Linked DNA regions of Macaca mulatta: region 2 is linked to region 1. A link is a contact called in public Hi-C data. All regions are on one chromosome and are shown on one strand. The core of a region is the stretch at or near the end of the contact, and the rest is flanking DNA. Distances in the headings are between cores, read along the strand shown.

Region 1 (6,325 bases), core at 3,152-5,651:
AAACCCAGGAATTATACGCAAAGGATGCACGTGCTTCTGGTGAGGAAGTCTCTAGGCCCGTGAAGCTGCCCATCGTGCTGACGTACACTTGGGCGGTGCTGAGGCAGGGCTGGGGGAAGGGAGGCTCATGCCGCACACGGGGCTATTTTCTTGGTGGGATGAGGCTTTGCCAAGACAGTCCTGCTTCCAGGGACAGGGGTCTCTGAGGCCCAGGGCAGAGTTAAGGAGAGAAGACCTCAAATCTTCAGGAGGACACACAGGGCAGGTGGCCCCCAGCTCCAGCTGGGGCGTTGGTCAGGGAGGGGTGCTGGCGGCGTGAGAAGGGAAGCTGACAGAAGAGGAACCCACTTTTACTCACTCTGCTGGGGGCCCACCTGTGCCTCCCCAGGAAGACAGGGGCTGCGCAGCCCCAGCTGGGAGTTGAGACCACCTTCTGGGTGACCCCAGCCTTGGCTCAGCCCAGGCCTCCGGTGCTTCTGGGGCTCACGACGCCCACCTGTCCCTGGTTACTTGTCTTAGCAACTCCTACTCCATTGCCCGCCAATTTTCTTTCTGTTCCCATCTCAGGCTGAGAAGGGGACCACTGCTCCCAGGGCAACCCCCACCCCATTCTGTGCCCCTCCAACCCTGGACCCCACACCTTGGCCCCGATAAGCTCAGTCTCCCATCTGCGTCTTCACAGCCCACCTCACCCCGCCTCTCCCTGCCCAGGAAACTTCAGACTTCACCGCAGCTTCCTGCCTCAGAGGATGTCGGGGCCCGGGTGAGGCCAACAGAGCAGTGGGTGCCACGGCCCCCGCCCCTTCCCCTCTGAGCCCTGAGAGCCCTGTCACCCCATCTGTCCACCCTCCGCTGTGGTGTCCGTAACTACTTCCTCAGGATGGAGACAGCCAGACAGGCCTTCCACCAGGGCTCCTGTGGGCAGGTCTGGGTGTGGAGAAATTCAGCCTCCGAGAGCCACCCCTGTCTCACAGCTCTGGTGGCCACCAGTTGGGAAGACGCCCCTTCCGCCACTGGGTGTAGCCCATTGGGTTCTAGAACTTTCTACAACTACGTTTACTAGACTCATTTCTGGCTTGGCCATTCCCTTACCCTCTTGGCCTTTTGCCTCTCTCTATGTGACCTCCTGGCCATGGCTTTCTGTCATGTTCTCCCGAGAGCCGTCCACCTGCAGGCAGAGATAAATCATCTCCGGCATTCGGATCTATTACCCATTCATTCCATCACCTTCCAAGCCTTGCTCCATGACAAGCACTGGGACCTGGGCTCTCCCTGGTGGCACTCACTGACCAGGGGATTTCCTCCTATGAGCAGGCCTTCCCCGGTCATGGGGGGACACCCCCTACAGGGAGCAGCCAGATTTCTTCTCCCTGGGTACCCCTCCTTGGTGTGTCAGACTATGAGGCCAACCTCCTCCCATGAGCCCTGCTTCTCGGCTGCTTGGAAGAGACTTGCCAGGGAAGATAGATCTCCCCACTGCAGCAGGGGCTGGGGGCCAGCTCGGGGCATGGCACTGTAGATTCCAAAGCACAGGATCGAGCTAGGGCTGGGCAGGGATGGTAGAAGGGTCTTTTTAATTTTTTTTAATTTTAATTTTTTGAAACAGGGTCACGCTCTGTTGCCCAGGCTGGAATGCAGTGGCGTGATCTTAACTCACTGCAACCTCTGCCTCCTGGGTTCAAGCAATTCTCCTGTGTCAGCCTTCCAAGTAGCTGGGACTATAGGCGTGTGCCACTATGCCTGGCTAATTTTTGTATTTTTTGTATTTTTAGTAGAGATGGGGTTTCGTCATGTTGCCCAGGCTGGTCTTGAACTCCTGGCTTCAAGCAATCCTCCTGCCTCAGCCTCCCAAAGTGCTAGGAAACGGAGTCTCGCCCTGTCGCCCAGGCTGGAGTGCAATGGCACAATCTCGGCTCACTGCAAGCTCCACCTCCTGGGTTCAAATGATTCTCCTGCCTCAGCCTCCTGAGTAGCTGGGATTACAGGTGCCCGCCATCATGCCCAGCTAATTTTTGGATTTTTAGTAGAGATGGGGTTTCACCATGTCGGGCAGGTTGGTGGACATAATATATTAATCTGATTTAATCCTCATGACCCTCTTAGTGCTCATGACAGATCATGAAACTGAGGCCCAGACATCCCCAATGATACGTAGCCAATAGAGCTGCGGTCAAAGCCCAGATCTGACTCCAAAGAGGGTGGCAGGAACAGGATGGGACCGTGGATGGGATCCCCATAGTGCCGGTGGTCGCCTGCTCCTGGTAACTGTAGCAGGGGATGCTCCGCCATCCCTCCGGTAGCAGCTCTTTGCACAAGTTCTTCCTACATCACCTTGCAGCTTTCCAGAATCTCCACACCACAATCTACTCTGACATGTTCCTTGAGCATCGCTCTCTGGGCAAGGCCAGAAAGGCCATCCCTGTTCTCATGATGTGGAGGCTGCCCTGCACAGTGAACCCCGGGACCTGATAGGGGAGGCCCTGAGGGCAGAGGAGGAGGAAAGAAAAAGCCTCCCGGCTCTTGCAGGGCAGTGGGCGGCTGTAAATGTCTCCACTCAGGAGCACTTGACTCAAAAAGTGGGTGAACAACCTTGCCCCTCCCTGGCTCCTGGACAAGAAACATGAAAGTAAAAGTGTCCCAGACCATGACTCTTACTACCCTCTGGGCCACGCCTCGGGAATTCCTCTGATGTCTCAGCTCTCCCAGCTCACCAGGGGCTAGAGACAGGCCCTGTTTTGGGGGTGGCCCTAGAGGGCCCACATCCCACAAAGACAGGTTTCTCAGAGACCATGGTAGGACCTGCTGAAGTCGGAATGGAGGGGGCTCTGAGCTAGAACAGCCCCTTTTCGGGTCCTCTCCAAGGTCTACCTGGGGGTGGAGGTGTCTGGATTTTGGTTCCATCCTACGTCAGTGTCTGACCTCACCTCACACATACAAGGCTTGGCTGGCAGGAGAGGGCCACCTGGTGACGTGGTTCCCTGCAGGTCACTAAACACTGAGTCACAGAGGTGGGGTGAGGCCTCACCTGGGGATGTCAACCTTTGGTCCCCAATGTTGATGAAGCCCAGAAGGGAGTCAGGGTCCTCCCACTGACTGCGTTTCTCCCGTCCCCGCCCCTCACAACACCGACTCCCAAGCAATTGCACATAAATCCGTAGACCACCCACGGGGGGCTGCAGGTGGCAGGCAGAGCCTGGTGTGGGGCCCCTGCCCCCAGTGCTCTGTTCCTTCCTCAGTTCATTTTCTACACTGTCTGGTTTTGTCCCAGGGAACTGGGAAAGCACAGAAATAATTGTAGCCACACAATTCCAGAACCACCAACTGCAAGCCGTGGAATCCTGGGAGCTGCAGGCACAGAACTCGCATCCACAGGACCCCAGAGTCTCAGGCTGCAGAGCGCAGGCCACAGAGCCCTGAAGCCACAGGCTGATTTGCAGCCGGGAGCATCCCAGAACCACAGGACCCAGACACACAGCCCAGGCAATCCGAGCACCAGGGGGCTCAAATCTGCAGCCCACAGAGTCTGCAGAGACCACAGCAGGCAGCGCAGCAATCCTGGAACCATGGGAGGCCCAAGAGCAGCCCACTGCTTTCTAGAACCACAAGAGAGGAACTAGCTGTGGGCTCTCAGCACAGAGCTGGGAGGGTGGCCCCGGAGTTCACCTCCTCCTCCACACTCTCCACTTACATATAGGGCTTGGCCTCTAGGGTCGCGCAGCCAGCGCCCCTGAGCGGCCTCCAGGAGTGAAGAGCCGGCCAGGACCCTGGCAAGGCTGCTGGGCGGGGACGCCCGGTGGGGGACGCCCGGGAGGGGAAACCCTTCGGGCGGGCGGACCCCCGGGACCCCGGGGGCGCAGGCCCACTCACCGGCCGTGTCGTAGAGATTCAGGGTGACCTCCTTGCTGCCAACGGTCACGCTGGCCGTGTACTTCTCGAACACCGACGGGGCATAGTGCTGCGGGAGAGGGGGTCGGTTGGTCCTTAGTGGGGCCTGCGGGGGCCAAGGTTCCAGCTAAACCCACTGTCCACCCCCCTCACTCGTCCCGGATCATCACCCCCTCACCCCGCTGGGCTCTGGAATTCCCGAGGGGCGCCCCGGGGTGGCGGCCGCCTCTCCGTACTCGCGACGCCGGGGACCGAGGGTCGGGGCTCTGGGCTCAGGCTGAGGGGCGTCCATCGCCCCCACCCCAGCCCCGCTGCGGGCCTCACCTCGGGGAAGGAGCCCTGGCTGTACACCATGAGCAGCGAGGTCTTGCCGCAGCCGCCGTCACCCACGATCACGATCTTCAGCTCCTTCCTGCCCGGACCGGGGGCGGCGGTCGGGGCCGGGGCCCCGGGGGCATCCATAGCCCGGAGCCCGCAGCACTGGCGGCTGCGCGCCCGGCACTAGCGGAGCCAAGAGGTCGGGGGCGGGGCGGGGCCGGAACTAGCCCCGCCCACTCAGAGCGGCGCCACCTCCGCCAGGCAGCCTCCCGGCCGACCTCCCAGCCTCAGTTTCCTTTCTGCTAAGGTCCCAGCCCTGGGTGTGGGTATTCAGCTCTCAGTCCCAGCGATACTGCGGCACCGGAGAAACGGGGCTCAGCTGCGAGAGAAGCTCCCACCCCCATCCCACCGCCACCCTCTGCGCGTCACGGCGCGCCCCTCGCCGGCGAGACCCGATCGTGGCTGCCCAGCGACTCCAGGTGCCCCTGATTGGCAGGCTCCGCCTACGGCAGGGACCCTCTGATTGGCCGGCGCGGCCAGACAGGACCTCCCGGATTGGCTGGCTGTGCACCTGGTGCGAGGAGCCCCAGGCCTCGAGCTCCGGGAAGAGCCCAATTTTGCACTGCCCCAACGGCGTGGCTTGGCGCATGTCCGCCTCTGGCCTCAGTTTCCCCACAGGAGGTAGCTGCGGTGGCACCAGGGAAGATGCTGACGCGAGGGTCGTGTCTGCCCACCTCGCCTGGGCTAGGGACGCCTGCGTGTACGCGGGTTCGGGGTGTGGAACTGGGCTCCGCTTACCCGCACCCCGACACCGGGCTGCAGGGTGGACGTCCAGCGCCCTCTGCCGGGCAATCGTCTCGGCGCCGGCCGCAGGTTGGCCCCAAACCACGAAGGGCGGGCGCCTCCTTCCGACAGGAGCCAGAGGCGCGAACCACGCAAGACGCCGTCAGGGAGGGGCAGGTTGGAGTAGCGCTAGTTGAAGTCAGCTTGATCCCTCTCCTTGAGCTTTGGAGACTGACCCCACACTCATCAAGAAATGTAAGAAAATGCGTTTCCTTGCCAGCAGCCACATGTCTTTCATCTCAGGAATCCCCCCAACTCTCCCGTCCCATGATCAAAACAGCTTTTGTTGAGCACTTACTGTAGGCAGTGCTATCCGGGCTGCTGGCTGAATCACCCGTAACCCCCACCTCTCGTCTTACCCCTCCCCCCGGGCAGGATGACTGCCCTCCTCACCAGCCAGGTGAGTGGACAGGGTGGCAGAGGGACCTCCCTGGAGCTGCTCCACGGCAGATAGGCACGGGAGCATGGCCGAGAGTTGGATCCTACCAGCTGGGGTAGAAGAGCCCATTTCTAACAAAACCTCAACAGCAGCATAGTTGGGGGCAAGTGACTTTCCGTAGTTTCCGCAGATAGGGGCTGGCAGGACTCAAGATCTTTTTGCTGGCGATCCCACCCCAAAGACTCCCAGTTTTCAAGATCCCGGCAAGGCTCATGTAAACCTCACTTCGTGGAGGAAAACCGCCAACCTGGCAGTTCCATGGTCAAGGTTCTCAGCCGCTGCAAGGAAGGCACCGTCTGACCACCAGAGGGCAGCAGCGACCGCCCACAGAATCCCAAGACCACGGCAGAGCTGGGAAGGGGAGGCCAGAAGGCACCCCAGATTCTCAGTGGACGCCCTCTCCGGGCACTGGGCAAAGGGGAGTCTCTTGGGTCAAGCACCCCCTAGACAAATGCACAGCAACTCATCCACTCCTTTTTCGCAACACGTTTATTGAGAGGCAGTTATGCTCCAGCTTTCCAGGAGGTCAGGTTGGGAGAGGGGAACCGTTTACAGAAGGCTGAGTGCTGGCTGGCACACTGGGCTTGGCAGCACTGGAGGGCAGGCAGGAAAAGTAGGGTGGGTAACCCGGCCTGACAAATGCACGGCAGCTAGAAAACCTCTTCAGGTTCTGGGGTGGCTGGGCCATGAGAGGGGAGGCCAGGCAGGGCTGTCAAGGTAACGGGGTTCAGATCATGGAGGAGTTGCCTGCCAGGCTCCATGGGACTGGGGGATAGGACAGGAGCACAGCCACCAGCCGGGCCCTGAGGTCCCCAGGGTGACCAGGGAGAAGCTGTGACT
Region 2 (6,223 bases), core at 3,482-5,981, 94 kb after region 1:
GGGATCTTTTTCTTTTTGTTTTTGAGAGGGAGTCTTGCTCTGTTGCCCAGGCTGGAGTGCAGTGGTGTAATCTCAGCTCACTGCAACCTCCGCCTCCTGGGTTCTTCTGCCTCAGCCTCCTGAGTAGCTGGGATTACAGGCACCAGCCACCAAGCCCAACTAATCTATTTTAGTAGAGATGGGGTTTCACCATGTTGGCCAGGCTGGTCTCGAACTCCTGACTTCAAGCGATCCACCCGCCTCGGCCTCCCAAAGTTCTGGGATTACAGGTGGGAGCCACCTCACCCAGCCTTGAGCTGGATCTTGAAGGAGAGGTTCAAGTCAGCCTGGCCTGAGATGGTGTTCCAGGACGGGAAGAGCAGGTGCTAAGACCCAGTGCTAAGAGAGACTGAGCAAAAAACGTTCCAGAAACTGCTAGAAGTTCAGCATGGCTGCAGCATAAGTTGTGTGTGTGTGTGTGTGTGTGTGTGTGTGTGTGTATGTGTGTGTGTGGTGGGGTACAGGGATGGGAGGTGATCTAAAGGCAAGCAGAGATCAGAAGAGTCTTAAAGGCCAAGAGAAGGGCACTGAAGCCATTAAGCAGTAGAGTGCCAATGTCACCCTTTGGAAGGTTATTCTGGCTGCTTTGGAGACTGAGTTAAAGTGGACAACCTGAGACAGTTCAAAGACTGCCACAATCAGGAGAAAGAGGTGGCGGGGCAGGAGTAGACGTGGAGGTGATGGGTGGATTTCGGAGCTATGAAGGCAGTCAAAAGATAGAGGTTTATTATAATGACAGCAATATTGACAAGCTCATAATGTAGTAATCTAACAACAGCTCTCTTTTCAGGCCACATGGGTAAGAATCTTCTCACCCTTTTTATTTGGAAAAATTTCAGACCTCAGAAGAACTGCAAGATAGTTCCCCTACACCACCAACTTTTCCTTTTCTTTTTTTTTTTTTTTTTTGATAGAGACTGGGTCTTGCCATGTTGCTCAGGCTGGTCTCAAATTCCTAGGATCAGGGGATCCTCCCGCTTCTGTCTCCCAAAGTGCTAGGATTATAGGCATGAGCTGCCTACAAAACAGTTTCCTTGAACATGCATATACTCTTCATGTGGATTTGCTAATTGTTACATTTTGCCTCTTTCTCCCCTTGTATCATTTTCTTTGAACCACTTGCAAGTTAGTAGCTGAAATCATGACACTACACATCTAAATATTTGAGCATTTATCTCCTTCCAATAAAAAGATATTCTCATATAATTGCAACATCATTATCTGACTGAGGAAATTTAACACTGATATACTACAATTTAATATAAAGTTCACATTTAGATTTCACCAATTGGCCCAATAAGTCTTTTAAAGCTGCTGTTTCTCATTAAATAATTCAAGTAAGGATCCATGTATTGCATATAGTCATCGTTTCTCTCTTCCTCTCTCTCTTTTTTTTTTTTTTGAAACGGAGTTTCCCTCTGTGGCCCAGGCTGGAGTGCAGTGGCATGATCGTGGTTCACTGCAACCTCTGCCTCCTGGGTTCCAGCAATTCTCCAGCCTCAGACTCCCAAGTAGCTGGGATTACAGGTGTGTGCTGCTGTGCCCGGCTAATTTTTGTAGTTTTACTGGAGATGGGGTTTTACCATGTTGGCCAGGCTGGTCTCAAACTCCTGATCTCAAGTGATCCACCCACTTCAGCCTCCCAAAATGCCGGGATTACAGGTGTGAACCATCATGCCTGGTCCTCTGCTAATTAATTTTTATTTTATTTTATTTTTATTTATTTATTTATTTATTGTAGAGACATAAGTCTTGCTATATTGCCCAGGCTGGTCTTAAACTCCTGGACTCAAGGGATCCTCCTGCCTTGATCTCCCAGAGATATGGGACTGCAGGCGTGATCCACTGCACCTGTATCTCTCTCTCTCTCTCTTTTGACAATGTTAGAAATGTTAGTTTATTTTGGCCGGGCGCAGTGGCTCACTCCTGTAATTCCAGCACTTTGGGAGGCTGAGGGGGGTGGATCACCTGAGGTCAGGAGTTGGAGACTAGCCTGGCTAACATGGTAAAACCCCGTCTCTACTAAAAATACAAAAATTAGCTGGGCGTGGTGGCAGGCTCCTGTAATCCCAGCTACTCGGGAGGCTGAGGCAGGAGAATTGCTTGAACCTAGAAAGAGGAGGTTGCAGTGACCCAAGATCACGCCATTGCATTCCAGCCCCAGGCAACAAGAGCGAAACCCCTTCTCAAAAAAAAAAAAAAAAAAAAAAGAGATAATATCAAACAGTTATATGAAGCCTAATGTAATCAGTTCTACTTTTTCTCTTTTTTTCTTCTTTCTGTTTAAAGGTTGCCTTAAAATTTTATTTTGAAGTGGTTTTAAACTCACAGAAAAGTTCCAAAAACATTATAAAGAACATTTATATATGTTTCACCAATTATTTACATTTTGTACATGTAAATAATTTACAAATAATTTACAGAGTCACCAATTATTTACATTTTGCCATATTTACCTTATCTATCTCTTGTCTACAAATATATATCTATCTCTTTCTTTTTTTTGAGACGGAGTCTCACTATATGGTCCAGGCTGGAGTGCAGTGGCACGATCTTGGTTCACTACAACCTCCGCCTCTGAGGTTCAAACGATTATCCTGCGTCAGCCTCCCAGGTAGCTGGGATTACAAGTGTGTGGCACTGTGCCTTGGTAATTTTTGTATTTTTAGTAGAGACGGTGTTTCACCATGTTGGCCAGGCTGGTCTTGAACTCCTGACCTCAAGTGATCCGCCCACCTCAGCCTCCCAAAGTGCTGGGATTACAGGTGTGAACCACCACACCTGATCATCTCCTGAATAATTTTTTTTTTTTTTTTTTTTGTAGAGATGGAGATCTTGATATGTTGCCCAGGCTGGTCTCAAACTCCTGGACCTAAGGGATCCTCCTGCTTTGATCTCCCAGAGTAATGGGACTACAAGGCATGAGCCACTGCACCTGTATCTCTCTCTCTCGACAATGTTAGAAATGTTAGTTTATTTCTGAGGGGCGTGGTGGCTCAGTCCTGCAATCCCAGCACTTTGGAAGGCCGAGCTGGGCTGGGTCACTTGAGGCCAGGGGTTCAAGACCTTCTCAGTCTCCTGAATGCCTGGGATTACAGCTGTGTGCCACCACACCCGGCTAGTTTTTTATATTTTTGGTAGAGACAGGGTTTCACCATGTTGGTGAGGCTGGTCTTGAACTCCCACCTCCCAAAGTGCTGGGATTACAGGCATGAGCCACCATACCCAGCCCATTACATTTAGTTGATGCATATCTTCAGTGTTCTTAAATCTAGGTAATTGCATATCCGCCTCCTTTCCCTTCCCCCACCCCTCATTCCCCATGTGTATTTCACAACATTGACTTTTTTTGAAGTTTTCAGGCCAGTTGTTTTGAAGTATGTCCCTTCTTTTGGATACGTCTGTTTTCCAATGATTAAATTCAGGGCAAACATGTTTGAATACTACACAGATGACCGTTAAGCCCTTTTCCAGACAGAATATATATATATATATATATATATATATATATATATATATATTTTTTTTTTTTTTTTTTTTTTTTTTTTTTTTTTTGAGACGGAGTCTCGCTCTGTCGCCCAGGCTGGAGTGCAGTGGCCGGATCTCAGCTCACTGCAAGCTCCGCCTCCCGGGTTCACGCCATTCTCCGGCCTCAGCCTCCCGAGTAGCTGGGACTACAGGCGCCCGCCACCTCGCCCGGCTAGTTTTTTGTATTTCTTAATAGAGACGGGGTTTCACCGTGTTAGCCAGGATGGTTTCGATCTCCTGACCTCGTGATCCGCCCGTCTCGGCCTCCCAAAGTGCTGGGATTACAGTCCAGACAGAATATTAGAGGCACATGGTCAGATATCAAAGTTGATCATTTAGTTACGCTGGGTTGGAATTTTGGCCTCACATTTTGCTAGTTGGGTAAATCGGTTATTGAGACGGTTTTCTCAGCTGTCAAACTGGGAGGTAATAATCTAGCTTCATGATGTTGTTGAATTAATATATGTCAGGCACTTAGAACACCGTCTGGCACATTATAAGTATCAATAAATAAACACTGTTACCGTTATTATTATCACTACAATTTATAGAGGCCTTAACAGGAACATCCAGCACCTTCAACAGTATGTGGAAGCATTCCATGAATATTTGTTAGCAGGACAGCTCTATGAGAGCTGCTATCAATTACTGCCCCATTTTACAGATGAGGAAACTGAGGCTCAGAGAAGCAAGTAGTGACTTAGGGTCACACAGATTGCCGTTTGGTGGCAAGATACGGGGTTTGTACTCAGGCATATCGGATCTGTAAAGTGAGGGATAAGGAATCTTAATGTATTTTGTAAATCCTCCACGGCTGTGTGGATGTGAAGAACTGAATTGGAGCGCCACGCGGCGGTTCTCTGGCGTACAGTATCCATCCATACAGTAGGCGCTCAATAAATGTCTGTTGCACGAATGAGGAAAGAAAATGAGTCAGCTGACGCGAGATCATCCCCTAGCGTTTGTATGCACCTACGTGGGGATCCATCGCTGCCGACGCTACTCCTGCCGGGTCACCACAGGCGCACGTGTTCCGGCAGGGCGCGGCTTCCGGCGACCCAGCTCCGCCGCCAAGCCCCACCCCAAGCCCCACCCCTTGCCTGTTGTCGCGCTCGCGGACGGCTGTGGTGTTTTGGCCCATGGGCGGAGCCGTAGTTACGGTCTACTGGGGCGTCGTCCGTAGCCCGGGAGCCGGGTGTGTGGAATCGCGGCCCGAGGTTCGCTATGTCTGAGGAGGAAGCGAGGCAGAGCGGAGGCTCCTCGCAGGCCGGCGCCGTGACTGTCAGCGACGTCCAGGAGCTGATGCGGCGCAAGGAGGAGATAGAGGCGCAGATCAAGGCCAACTATGACGTGCTAGAAAGCGTGAGTGTGGGTTCGGGGCGCCCCAGGTCGCCTAACCTGGCCCCCCGTCTCTGGAGGACTGGGAAGCCAGGGCCGCCTCAACTTGGGCGTTCCGCAATGGATCTTCTCCCTGGGAGGCCCAAGGCGCTGCAAGTGCGGCCTCTGTCGGCACAAGAAGGCAGTTAAAGAACCTTAGTAACTTAACAGTTAGCTATATTGATATCCAGCAAGCGTTTATGGAGCCCTACTGTGTGCTAGGCGCTGGTTTAAGTGCTGTGCATTGTTGAGTTCATTTAATCCTCACAACAACCCTTTGAGATGGATGCTGTTACTTTCTCCATTTTAGGGAGGGGGAAACAGGTGTTACTTGGTGATTGAACAGCTGTCATGTGCTTCGCTGACTGCCTTCTCTTAATTTTGTATTTTTTGTAAAGACAGAGTCTCGCTCTGTTGCCCAGGTTGGTATCGAACTGTTGGCCTCAAGCGATCCTCCCGTTTCGGCCTTTCAAAGTGCTGGGATGACAGGCGTGAGCTACTGCACCTGGCATTTGCTGATTGCATCATAACTTCTTAAACTTCAGTGTGTATGTGAATTACCTGGAGATCTTATTAAAATGAAGATTTTGTTTGAGGCAAGGGATCAGATTCTGCATTTGTAGTCAACTCCCAGCAATGCTGATGCTAGAGGTCTAAGGACCGGACTTTGAGTGACAAATAAGGCTCATCCTTATTGCATAAGGAGGAAACTGAGGCCCAGAGTGGGGCAAACGCCTATCTAAGGTCATGCAGGTTGGAATTGGCAGCGATGGGTCTGGCTCAAAAGCTGATGCAGATTTTCTTATGCCACCTAGTATAAAATCACAAATCAGTTCGCAGAGGAAGATTCAATTAATTACGCCCAAGTAGGGTGGGATGGAATGCATTTTAGGTGATGTAAATGAAGTTTCTTTTTTTTTTTGGTTTGAGACAGAGTCCCGCTTTGTCACCCAGGCTGGAGTGCAGTGGCTCAATCTCGGCTCACTGCAGCCTCCGCCTCCCGGGTTCAAATGATTCTCCTGCCTCAGCCTCCTGAGTGGTAGGGATTACAGGCGTGGGCTGGTATGCCAGGCTAATTTTGTATTTTAAGTAGAGACAGGGTTTCACCATGTTGGTCATGGCGGTGTTGAACTCCTGACCTCAGGTGATCCGCCCACCTCGGCCTTCCCAAGTGCTGGGATTACAGGTGTGAGCCACTGCGTCTGGCCATAAGATGAAGTTTCATACGGAGGGCCAGAGAACCATTTTACTGGGTACTGACTGTATGCTTAAAGTGGCA

Evidence for each region. Hi-C and Micro-C count contacts between places; a contact is called where the count stands out from the background.
Region 2: a contact with region 1 is called in a Hi-C map of fetal cortical plate, with 2.7 times the contacts expected there. The contact joins the promoter of PSMD9 here to the promoter of RHOF in region 1. A contact is called at or near these places in 5 of 14 Hi-C or Micro-C datasets (CD4 T cells, cortical neurons, fetal cortex germinal zone and 2 more).

Annotation. Positions count from the first base shown.
Region 1 is chr11:129,162,275-129,168,599 of T2T-MMU8v2.0, forward strand. It overlaps RHOF (ras homolog family member F, filopodia associated), which reads right to left and starts at 4,402. Exons shown (of 5, transcript XM_077955568.1): 1 at 4,210-4,402; 2 at 3,868-3,991. The coding sequence starts at 4,347. LOC144333167 reads right to left here. Exons shown (of 7, transcript XR_013401617.1): 7 at 5,960-6,194. It also overlaps the pseudogene LOC100427274.
Region 2 is chr11:129,256,384-129,262,606 of T2T-MMU8v2.0, forward strand. It overlaps PSMD9 (proteasome 26S subunit, non-ATPase 9), which reads left to right and starts at 4,732. Exons shown (of 6, transcript XR_013401620.1): 1 at 4,732-4,929.